Linked DNA regions of Ovis aries: region 1 is linked to region 2. Evidence: chromatin contacts called from public Hi-C data. All regions are on one chromosome and are shown on one strand. The core of a region is the stretch at or near the end of the contact, and the rest is flanking DNA. Distances in the headings are between cores, read along the strand shown. Region 1 holds the start of IRX5 (iroquois homeobox 5). Region 2 holds the start of IRX3 (iroquois homeobox 3).

What was found. A called contact is a pair of places that touch in the nucleus more often than the background predicts.
Region 1: a contact with region 2 is called in a Hi-C map of tail adipose tissue, with 4 times the contacts expected there. The contact joins the promoter of IRX5 here to the promoter of IRX3 in region 2. A contact is called at or near these places in 5 of 16 Hi-C or Micro-C datasets (hypothalamus, liver, skin fibroblasts and 1 more).

Annotation. Positions count from the first base shown.
Region 1 is chr14:22,731,233-22,736,653 of ARS-UI_Ramb_v3.0, reverse strand. It overlaps IRX5 (iroquois homeobox 5), which reads right to left and starts at 3,898. Exons shown (of 4, transcript XM_027977846.3): 1 at 3,328-3,898; 2 at 1,858-2,263; 3 at 929-1,708. The coding sequence starts at 3,576.
Region 2 is chr14:22,121,083-22,125,908 of ARS-UI_Ramb_v3.0, reverse strand. IRX3 (iroquois homeobox 3) reads left to right here and starts at 2,736. Exons shown (of 4, transcript XM_042231638.2): 1 at 2,736-3,373; 2 at 3,541-4,663; 3 at 4,826. The coding sequence starts at 3,107.

The sequences.
Region 1 (5,421 bases), core at 2,649-5,148, 610 kb before region 2:
CATAAAACACGACACTGATTGGAAGTAATTAGGTTAAGCGTTGGAGCTCGGGTGGTGCGTGTCTCTAACTGGCTTTGCCATCTCTTCTCCCTTCTGGGCACACACTTGGGTCTCTCTCGTCCCTCCTCCAGGGTCCAATCACCCCCCACAGCAGCCCGCATCAGTGATCCAAATTTGCATTCCGGGCAGGGCCAGGTTCCCTGGAGCTCGAAGCCTAATTACGGTTTCCCGCTGGCAAACTGGGTTCGGTGGAACCTTTCATTCCCCACTTCGAAAAAAAGTTGCAGGTTGCATCTTTTGTCCAGGGCGATGGACAGTTTATTGAGGCTTCTAACAAGTAATGAGTGGCTCTGATTATGTTAAAATCTCTTTTAATTAAATATTTTGCATTTTACAAAGGCGGCTGCAGTTTCTTTTACTTTTCAAATCTAAGAGTATATAACCTGTTTCCTTTCTGTAATAATACTTTAGCTCATACCCAGAAAAAATCAATAGGTGTAAAAAAATTAAATTAAACTTGTATTTTTAAACTATGAAACAGTTTTGGGGGAAACACAAATGTATATATTTATATTACAAAAAAAACATTAAATGCCTGTACAGGTGTCTTAATTTCATAATTTACTTCAAAGATATTGAATTATCAATTTAAATACAAAAATGCTACATTAAATATACAGAATAAGATTTAATACAAATCCTTTTTTAAATTTTTCTTTTCAGTTGGTTAAGACATTTCTGTGGGTGTGTGGAGATGTTTACATTTTTATATCATCCATCTCCATGTACTATAAACTTTTTAGTAGGAGGGGTAGTTTTGCTTTTCTCTCATGTTGATGGAAAAATAACTGCCAAGGCCATGTTTTCTTTTTTTAATAAATTAGGAAGGTCCGGGACCGACGCAGCCCGCGTTAAATGTCGGACATACCTTTCTTCAATTCATAGGGAGAGTCTTTGCACAGGTCTAGCTGGGACTGGCTCCGCAACATTTTCGGGTCTTTAGCCAAAGCGTCCGCTCGATTCAACACGGTCTGGTTTAATCCATTGAAATGCGAGCCCGGACCCGTGGTGGGGCCTGGCCCGGGCCCCGGGTGGCCGTGAAGGTGTCCGAAGGAGCCATAGTTCGTGTAGCCAGGATAGAAGGGCGCCGTGTAGTAGAGAGGCCGGGACAACACCGTCCCGCCTGGGAAGGGACACTGCGCCGAGGGCGAGCGCGATGGCGCCGGGGCTGGCGAGGCGCGGCTGCCTCCTAGGGCTTGCCCGGCTACGGGCCCGGGGCACGGTGGGCACGGAGAGCCCTCGCTCCCGCCGCCCCCGTCCTTGACCTTGTCCGAGGATGTGGCGATCTCCGCCAGAGACCACAGTTTGGGCTTGGCGAGCACCGCCTGCGGCGGCGGCGGTGGCGGCGAGTGTATGACCGAGGACCCTCCGGGACCGGGGGGCAGCTCTCCCGCGGCTGGGTGCGGGCCCGGAGCCGGCGCGCCGGAGGGGTAATGAGGGGCTGGGTCCTCGGCCAGCCGCGCTGCCGCGGGCCCGGCCGGGGAGAGCCCGCCGGCGCGGGGGGGCCCGGGCAGCGCGTCGAGGCGACCCTCGGATGGCGGCTCCTTAAAATCCGAGTCGCTGAGGCTGCCCTCGGTCTCCTTGCCGGCAGGGGTGGGCGGCCCCTGCAGCCGTTCACAGCCCGAAACCGCCTTTTGCTCTGCTCCTCCTGCGGGTGAAACCCAGGCGGTCAGAGGCACGGAGGCCACAGGTCCCCACCCGCAAAGGCAAAAGGCCCTGTCCCCAATCTCCAGGCCTTGGGCGCCCCCTCTCCAGGCCCCTCTTTGGCTCCACACACCCTTTCCCGCGTCCACCAACCTGCTTCGGGGCCCTCGGGGTCGCCCTTGTCCTCGGGCTTCTGGGGCTCATCCTCGTCGTTCTTCTCCAGATCAATGTTCTCCTCCTCCTCCTCGTCCTCACTGCGGTTCCGTGGCGTCCACGTCATCTTGTTCTCCTTCTTGAGGCGCCGGCGCGCGTTGGCGAACCAGGTGGACACCTGGGTGAGGGTCATCTTGGTGATGATGGCCAGCATGATCTTCTCGCCCTTGGTGGGGTAGGGGTTCTTGCGGTGCTCGTTGAGCCAGGCCTTGAGCGTAGCGGTGGCGTCTCGCGTGGCGTTCTTCCGGTACGCGGGGTCCCCGTACGGGTACGAGCCCAGGGGCGCCGCGTACGGGTGGTACCCCAAGGAACCTGCCATGCCCGGTGTATGGTCGTAGGGAGAGCCCTGCAGGGAAAGGGCAGAGAGAACGTGAGTGGGCCGTGGTCCCCAGTTGGCACCTGGGCGACTGAAGCACACTTCCTCTGCGCCCAGGGGTCTTCGGGCAGCGAGGCCCGCACTCAGGCTCCCCCTGGGGTAGGGCTGGAGGGCTCAGACCCGGGGGCAACCCCTCTTCCTCCTTAGAAGGAAGCAGAGGCCGCCAATCCCTGAGTCCTTGGAGGCTCTTGGAGCAGTCCTGGCTTCCCCGGCACCTGGTAGGCCCCCCTCTGGCTGGGCACGTCCTCCCCCGCGTGAGCAGATCCGGCCACCGAGGCCAGGCCCCTCTACCCAGAGAGAGGCCCGGGCAGCGGCGGCGACTCTGCTCTCTGCGCCCGAGTGGCTGCGCAGTAGAAACAAGGGTAGTGAGCAAAGGAAGTCAAGGAATTTTTTTCCCCCACAGAGAAAGGCAAACGAAGATTCAAGCCTTGTCCCTGGCACCCCCTCCCCTCCAAAAGTGTTATCCCAAACCGAAGCCACGGCGCTTTTCCAGAAAGTGCACCCGGCCGAAAAATCCCGGATGCACCGCAGCTCGCCCGACTTTTCAGAAATTTAATACCTCCAAATCGGATTGCGAAGATAGGATTACGGATTTGCAACATTTTGGAGGACTAATTAAAGGCGAGGCCAAACACATTTACACAGACCGAGCACGCTTCTGTTCAGATTTCGGATCTATTTCTTTTGAACTACTTTTCGCCAAATGGCCAAACCCCCCAAAATGAAATAGAGTAAAATGTGCAGGACGGCCTAGAGCTCACGTTTGAACCAAATGTTGCTCTTTGAAGCGACCTCTCCCCCCAAAAACCCCTTCCGCCAAGTTAGCGATCTGAGCAAGACGCGGCTCTCCTCTCCGTGCAACTCCTGAGCCCGAAACCCGGGCGAAGCCGAGAGAGACAATCGCCCAAGTTCGCAGGGGCCGCGAGGCTCGGCGGGACGGTCCGCGGTGAAGCCGAGGCCCGTGTCCCCCGCAACCCCCGCCCGCCACGCGCGGCCCCAGCTGCCCTCGCCCGCCCAGGCTCCCGCTCACTTACCACGTACGAAGAGAAGGCGGCGGCGGCTGCCGCCGCGGGATCGGCACCGTACTGGAGGTGCGAGTTGTAGCCCGGCGAGGGCGCCGTGAAGGCGGTGGAGCCGGCGTAGGGCGAGAACGCGGAGCCCGACGACGAGCGGCCGAGCTCATCCGTGCGGGGCCCCGAGATGACGCTGGTGCTGTACGCCGGGCAAGAGTAGAGCGCCAGCGAGGCGGACGGCTGGTACAAGTAGCCCTGCGGGTAGGACATGGCCACACACGGGCATGGGGCGCTCCGCGCCGCGGCCGCCAACGAGCCGGGCGGCGCCCTGCGAGGGCGAGCGGGCGGGCACCTGGTCTCCGGCTGCCCCGGGCCGCTGCTCCTCGGGCCCCGGCTCCCGGGCTCCGGCCCGCGGCGCCTCCTCGCTGGCTTCCCGCGCGCCTCCGGCTGCGACCGATGAGCCCGCTCCTCTGCGCGCCTCGCTCCTCCCGGCAGGGTTTCCCCCCCTCCCTTGTTGCTTTCTCTTTTTCCCCCTCGCTCTTTGCACTGGGGGGCTCCGCTTTTGGCTTCGCAAAGGTCCTGCCAAGATGCTAAGTTGGAAATTGAGGATTCTGACGCCTTGTGCGCGCCTGAAGCTCCTCCTTCCCGGGGTGTAGTCGGTGGGAGGACTGGCAGGAGCCTCTGGGCGGCCGCAGCCAACCCGGCCGCCAGGCGCTCCTCGTCCTCTCCCTCTTCCTCCCGGGCTCCCTCTCCCGCTCGCTGGCGCTCCCCTCGCCCCTCCCTAGCGCCCGCCTCTCCTCCGCGGCCCTCCTCTCCCCCCTCCCCTTATTCCTCCCCCCCCCCCTCCCCTCATCGGTCTCTCCCTCTCTCTCACTCAGACTCTCGAGCGCCGGCCCCAGGATGACAATCACATCCCAGGCGCGACGATCTCTTCCAACTTTCCTCCCCTGCTAAGTCGGGGAGGAGGAGCGGCGGTTCCGACACAAGCGGGCCCTGGTGGCCGGTCCGCGTTCCGACGCACAAAGGGAACGAGGCAGCGGACCACGCGCCAGCGAACGCTCTGCTTTTTCTACGCCACAGTAAATCGCGGAGTTAGCGGATTTCTTGTTCGCGAGGAGGCTGGGCTCCAAAGCGGATCGCTGTCCACCCTCCCCTGGTTTCTCCCCCTAGTTAAAGGACCCACGAGAGCGCTGGAGACCCAGATGGATGCCAGCGTTCAGGGCGCTGGGAGTCCGGGGTGACTATCCTCCACCAGCAGCAGCAGGTGGGCGAGAGACAGGCCTTGGACATCTGCACGTCTCCGGCTCAGCCTCCCGTCCACCAACTCCCCGCCAGACGGCGAGGGAGGAGACACTGGGGACCCAGTACTACGGGGGGGAGCCTTTCTCTAGAGAGGTTGTGGGCAAGAGCTGCCAGACGGAGGAGAAGCAGCTACACTGGAGTAAGTCTCTGGACTCCATTACGCCCTCTCCCACAATGGCTCGCTGCCCCTTTCTTGGGGCTTTGCATCACCGGCAGCTCGCCCCTCCAGGCCGGTGGTGACGGTGGTGGAGAGTGCGGGTCCTCTTCCAGTTCGCACGCTCACTCGCTCGCACCCGCCCACGCTTCACCGCTAACAGTCCGCGGGGGAGTAACCAACCCAACCACTGTTTGTTCAGCGAGGCGCTGGCAAGGCAAACACAACTGAGTCACAGGCCGAGCCCTTGCCCACGAAGGCCACACAGAATACAAAATAGACCTTTTGCCTGTCTCTACACCCAGCGCCACCGCAAGCCACAGAAGCACTCGAACTCTGGGACAGACAGGGGCGCTGGTGAACCAGGACAGGGGCTGGCACAGTTTTGGGCACTCCAGTAGATCAGGGACTTTGTGGCTTTTATAATGCAGTCACACGGAAGCCGAAGTATACCTAGACACAAAGTTTCCCTCAATGACTCTGACAGTTGAGATACTTTTATTTCCTAAGTTCCAACCGGGTCTGGCACACAAGCCTAGACTCCAGACCCGCACTCTGCAGCGCGACTTCACGCACGCGCGCAGACTCCTCCCCATCAGTTCTCCCAGGCCCCGCCCCTCAGGCGGATATTCTCCTACAACTTCTGAAATCGCCCGGCC
Region 2 (4,826 bases), core at 1,487-3,986:
GCTTCTCCTCCCTGTGCGAATGTCACTTTGACCCCATCTCTTGGATTAAAAATCCCTGGAAAAGGCTCGGCTGTTTTTGGACCCGTGAGTTCAGTTCAGAGTCGGATTCCACTGGCCTGGTGGCATTGGGGAGCTAGCGCCACGTCGAGGCTCGGCTGCCTAGGGCTCTGGGTCCCGAGGTGGGGCGCGGACCGCCCGGGCTAGGGTCTCCGCTGGAGACTAGGGGAGCGGAGAGGCTGTTCTGCTGAAGACCTGGGGCGCCTGGAGGTTTCTAAATAATCGAGGTCCTTGAGTCCTCATCTGGGTTGGAGGTTCGTCTTCTGGGTCATGGGTCCCCTAGTCCGGCGTGGCTAATTCATTGAGCACAGCTTCGCCCCTTGCCTGGCCTCTTTCCCGCCTCTCACCGTCCAGCGCAGCCAGGTCGATAGCGAGTTACTGCGGGCGGAGGAAGCATCTCCTGTGTTCATTGTTCCTGTTCTTCTCGAAGAGCTGCGCGTTAGACAGGGGCCCAGCGCAGCCCCAGGCTCCCCACTTCAGCATCTCGCTCTTGGCTCTCCCCGGGGTTGGGTCTGGTGCGTCTACCTTGTGCAAACTCTAGGTCTGCGGGCCGTCGAGGCTCCGCGTCTGACACTTAGGGAACACTCCAGGCAATAACGTTACCCTCAATTTTATAACCCTGAGATTAGTCTTGAGTCGGTGAGCCCGTGATTCCCTATGCCACTCGGCTGAGACGGTTAACTGAAAACGAAATCAGGCGCCGGGGAAACATTTCAAAGCTTCCTCTGATACCTCCTCTTCTGGGGAGACTCCAGCTAAGGCCAACACCTGGCACCAGGCAGACGCAGGTGAGTAGAAGGTCAGGGAAGCAGGCTGACTCAGTTTGAGGAGGCCGCACGTTACTCTCCCCTATCGAACCCCAAACCTAGCTGCCCCCAAACTTTCCCTTGTATACCCCCCACCACCACCCAATTTTCTCGGCCTTCATGTCTACTCGAGGCGCCGACCCACACGAAGACTGGTAGAAAGAGGCGGGGAATAGGGGCGAGGTCAAAACCGGGTGTCCACGGGACTCCCAGCGGGGCTCCTTGGAGCCACTGAGACCAGAGACAGCTAGGGCCAAGACTCTCCGATCCCTCCGCTCTTCTAGAATTCGGATTAGATTCTTCTATCAGAGCAAGGCAGCCACTTTCCGCCTCCGATCCGGGACGGGCAACTCCAAGACAGGCACCGCCCGGGGGTTGTCCCGGAGCGCTCCTGCTGCTGGCCTGGCCTGTGCGTGGGTCGCCGCAGCGGCCTAAAGCGTTCAGCCCGGAGTCGCCGCAATACCGGGAATTTCAATCCTCCTCTCGGCTGCACGCCCTAACCTGTGAAGGTGGGCGCGCGGATTCTAAGATTTCAGCTTTGGTTTAGGAAATACTCCACTGTAAAACTTAAGTCTTGCCTCCCATCCCCACCCCCGCGGATGGGAGGACCTCTGCCGAAGGAAAACAGGTTGGCGCGGAGACCCCGGGAGCAGGAGAAGGGGGAGGGAAACGAAGAATCTCTACGGACCGAAAATTCCAGCATATTAACTTTTCCAAGCGCTCGCTGAAAGTTCCTGGAGCCTCCGCCACCCGGCTCCCTGCTCCTGCCCCATCCCACGCCGGCTTAGGGCTCCGGCGGGCTCCGTCTCCCTGACATCGTTCCCCAGGATGCCTGAGGTGTCCACTCTGCAGCACCGCCCTCCCCCAACACACACGCCATTTCTAAGGAAGGATTCTGCACCCTGACATCCGCGTGGCGTGAACGTGGTTAACTGCAGGATTTAGTCCTCTGGGAAGGGGGCTACCTCGCCTCCCCGCCCCACCCCGGGCAGTGAGACAGTCCTCGAAGACTCCCTTAAAGCACACGCCCCCACTTCCCTCACGCCTCTTCCACCCCCTCCCTAAGCCACTAAGGGTGGCCGAGAGTCTAGAGGTGCGAGCTGGAAAGCGGGCCGGGGCAGAGTAAAGTCCCAGCGCCTGCCCCGGACCAGGGTCTGTCTGGTCCTGACCCAGATCCCACGCGCTGGGGCAGGGGGAGAGGCACCGAGAGGCGAGAGCGAGAGGGGTGAGCTGACCCAGTGCTAACCCCGGTCCCCGCGCCTCCCGCGCCCCCTTCCGCCGCGGGCCAGAGGGGGCGGGAAGGGACTCGCTGCGCCGGGGCTCCCGCCCCCGCCCCGCCCCGCGCGCCTTCTCTGCGGGGTGGGCGGCCTCGCCTGCAGGGCGCCCAGGCGATTGGCGACTCGCGAAGGAGACGCGAGGAAAAGTCGAATAAGAGGGCGCGACGTCAGACCCGAGATTTGGGGAAGGGCGAGGGAGGGGGCGAGGGCGGGGACGGACACACCGACACAGATACGGACACACACACACCCTCCCCCCCACCCCACCCTACCCCCCGCGCACGGCACCCCGAGTGTCCACAAGTTTGGGCCACCTTAACCCAAAGCTCAGAGGCCGGGGGGATGGGAGTGTGGGGAGTGTGGTGTGTGTACAGAGAAAATAGATTTTAAAAAGAAAGAGTGACGGGAACAGAAAGGGGAGAGAAAGGAACAGCGAGAAAGGGAAAGACGAGAAAGAGTTCCGTAGTCCAGGAGCGTGAAAGAGCCCGAAGGAGCGGAAGCGATCCTGGGGGGAAGAGGAGCGCAGAAAGGGGAGGAGAGAGGAAGGGCGAGGAGGGGGAGTGAAAACTAGAGGAGGGCGAAGGAAGCAAGGCGCGACACTGCTCGGGGAGAGGAGGGCAGCGAGGAGCCAGGCGCGGGCAGAGGCAGCTCCGGCGGCCGAGAGGAGGGAGCGCGGCGCAGAGAGGAGGGGCTTGTGGGCCCGTAGAAATGTCAATCAGATTCCGGAGCCCCGGGAATCTCCGCCAATCTGTTCGGACCTGACCTGGCTCCTCGCCGCCGCCGCCGCCGCCGCCGCCGCCGCCCCGGAGCAGATCGATAGGCGAACGCGGAGCGCAGCGCAGCGCGGAAGGCAGCGCGGCCGCAGCCGGGCCCAGCCCCCGATGTGCCCCGGAGCCCGCGGGCGGCGCTGAGCTGGGCGGCCCCGGGGGGCAGGGCCCCCTCTCTGTCCGTGCCCCGCGGGCCACCATGTCCTTCCCCCAGCTCGGATACCAGTACATCCGCCCGCTCTACCCACCCGAGCGCCCGGGGGCCGCCGCCGGCGGTGGCAGCGCTGGGGCCCGGGGCGGCCCGGGAGCCGGCGCCTCGGAGCTGGCTGCCTCGGGGTCCCTGTCCAACGTGCTCTCGTCCGTGTACGGGGCGCCCTACGCCGCGGCTGCAGCCGCAGCCGCAGCCGCCCAAGGCTACGGCGCCTTCCTGCCCTACGCCGCCGAGCTGCCCATCTTCCCTCAGCTGGTAAGTGCCCTGGGAGCCGCGGAAGGGGGGTTAGAGCTGGGGCGCCGGACGAGGTGTGCGCGCTCAGTAGACTGGCGCGGCCTGGGCCGGGCGGGTGGAGGCGGCGACGGCCGGGGCTCATCCTCGCTCCCTCCGCGCGCGTCCCTTCCTTGTCCATGTGCGTACAGGGCACGCAGTATGAGCTGAAGGACAGCCCCGGGGTGCAGCATACGGCCGCGGCCACCGCGTTTCCACACCCGCACCCCGCCTTCTACCCTTACGGCCAGTACCAGTTCGGGGACCCGTCCCGGCCCAAGAACGCCACCCGAGAGAGCACCAGCACGCTCAAGGCCTGGCTCAACGAGCACCGCAAGAACCCCTACCCCACCAAGGGCGAGAAGATCATGCTGGCCATCATCACCAAGATGACCCTCACCCAGGTGTCCACCTGGTTCGCCAACGCGCGCCGGCGCCTCAAGAAGGAGAACAAGATGACCTGGGCGCCCCGGAGCCGCACCGACGAGGAGGGCAACGCTTATGGGAGCGAGCGCGAGGAGGAAGACGAGGAGGAGGATGAAGAAGACGGCAAGCGCGAACTGGAGCTGGAGGAGGAGGAGCTCGGGGGGGAGGAGGAGGACACCGGGGGCGAGGGCCTGGCGGACGACGATGAAGACGAGGAGATCGATTTGGAGAACTTAGACGGCGCGGTCGCGGGACCCGAGCTGGCCCTGACTGGGGCGTCGCACAGGGACGGCGACCTCGGCCTGGAACCCATCTCAGACTCCAAGAATAGCGACTCGGACGACAGCTCCGAGGGCTTGGAGGAGCGTCCGCTGCCCGTCCTGAGTCTGGCCCCAGTGCCACCGCCCGTGGCCACCGCTCCGCCATCTCCGCCCTCGCCCCCAGCGGGCCTGGACCCCTGCGCTCCTGCACCGGCGCCCGCCTCGGCCCTGCAAAAACCCAAGATCTGGTCCCTGGCCGAGACGGCCACAAGCCCGGACAACCCTCGCCGCTCGCCTCAGGGCGCGGGGGGTTCTCCCCCCGGGGCAGCGGTCGCGCCCTCGGCCCTGCAGCTCTCTCCGGCCGCCGCCGCCGCCGCGGCTCACAGACTCGTCTCGGCGCCGCTGGGCAAGTTCCCCGCTTGGACCAACCGGCCGTTCCCAGGCCCGCCGCCTGGCCCACGTCCGCACCCGCTCTCCCTGCTGGGCTCAGGCCCGCCACACCTGCTGGGACTTCCCGGAGCCGCGGGCCACCCGGCCGCCGCCGCCGCCGCTGCCTTCGCTCGGCCGGCGGAGCCCGAGGGCGGAACAGGTGACTGCGGCGCGCAGGATTCGGAGGGAGGGGGTGAGTCTGGGGGTCGCGCCCGGGCAGGTCCCTCGCGAGCGCAGGGCGCTTACCGCGCCGCGCCCGCCTCCCGCGGCCCGGGTCGCCGAGCGCTCTAAAGGCCCTCCTTTTTCTCCCCGCTTCCCGTAGA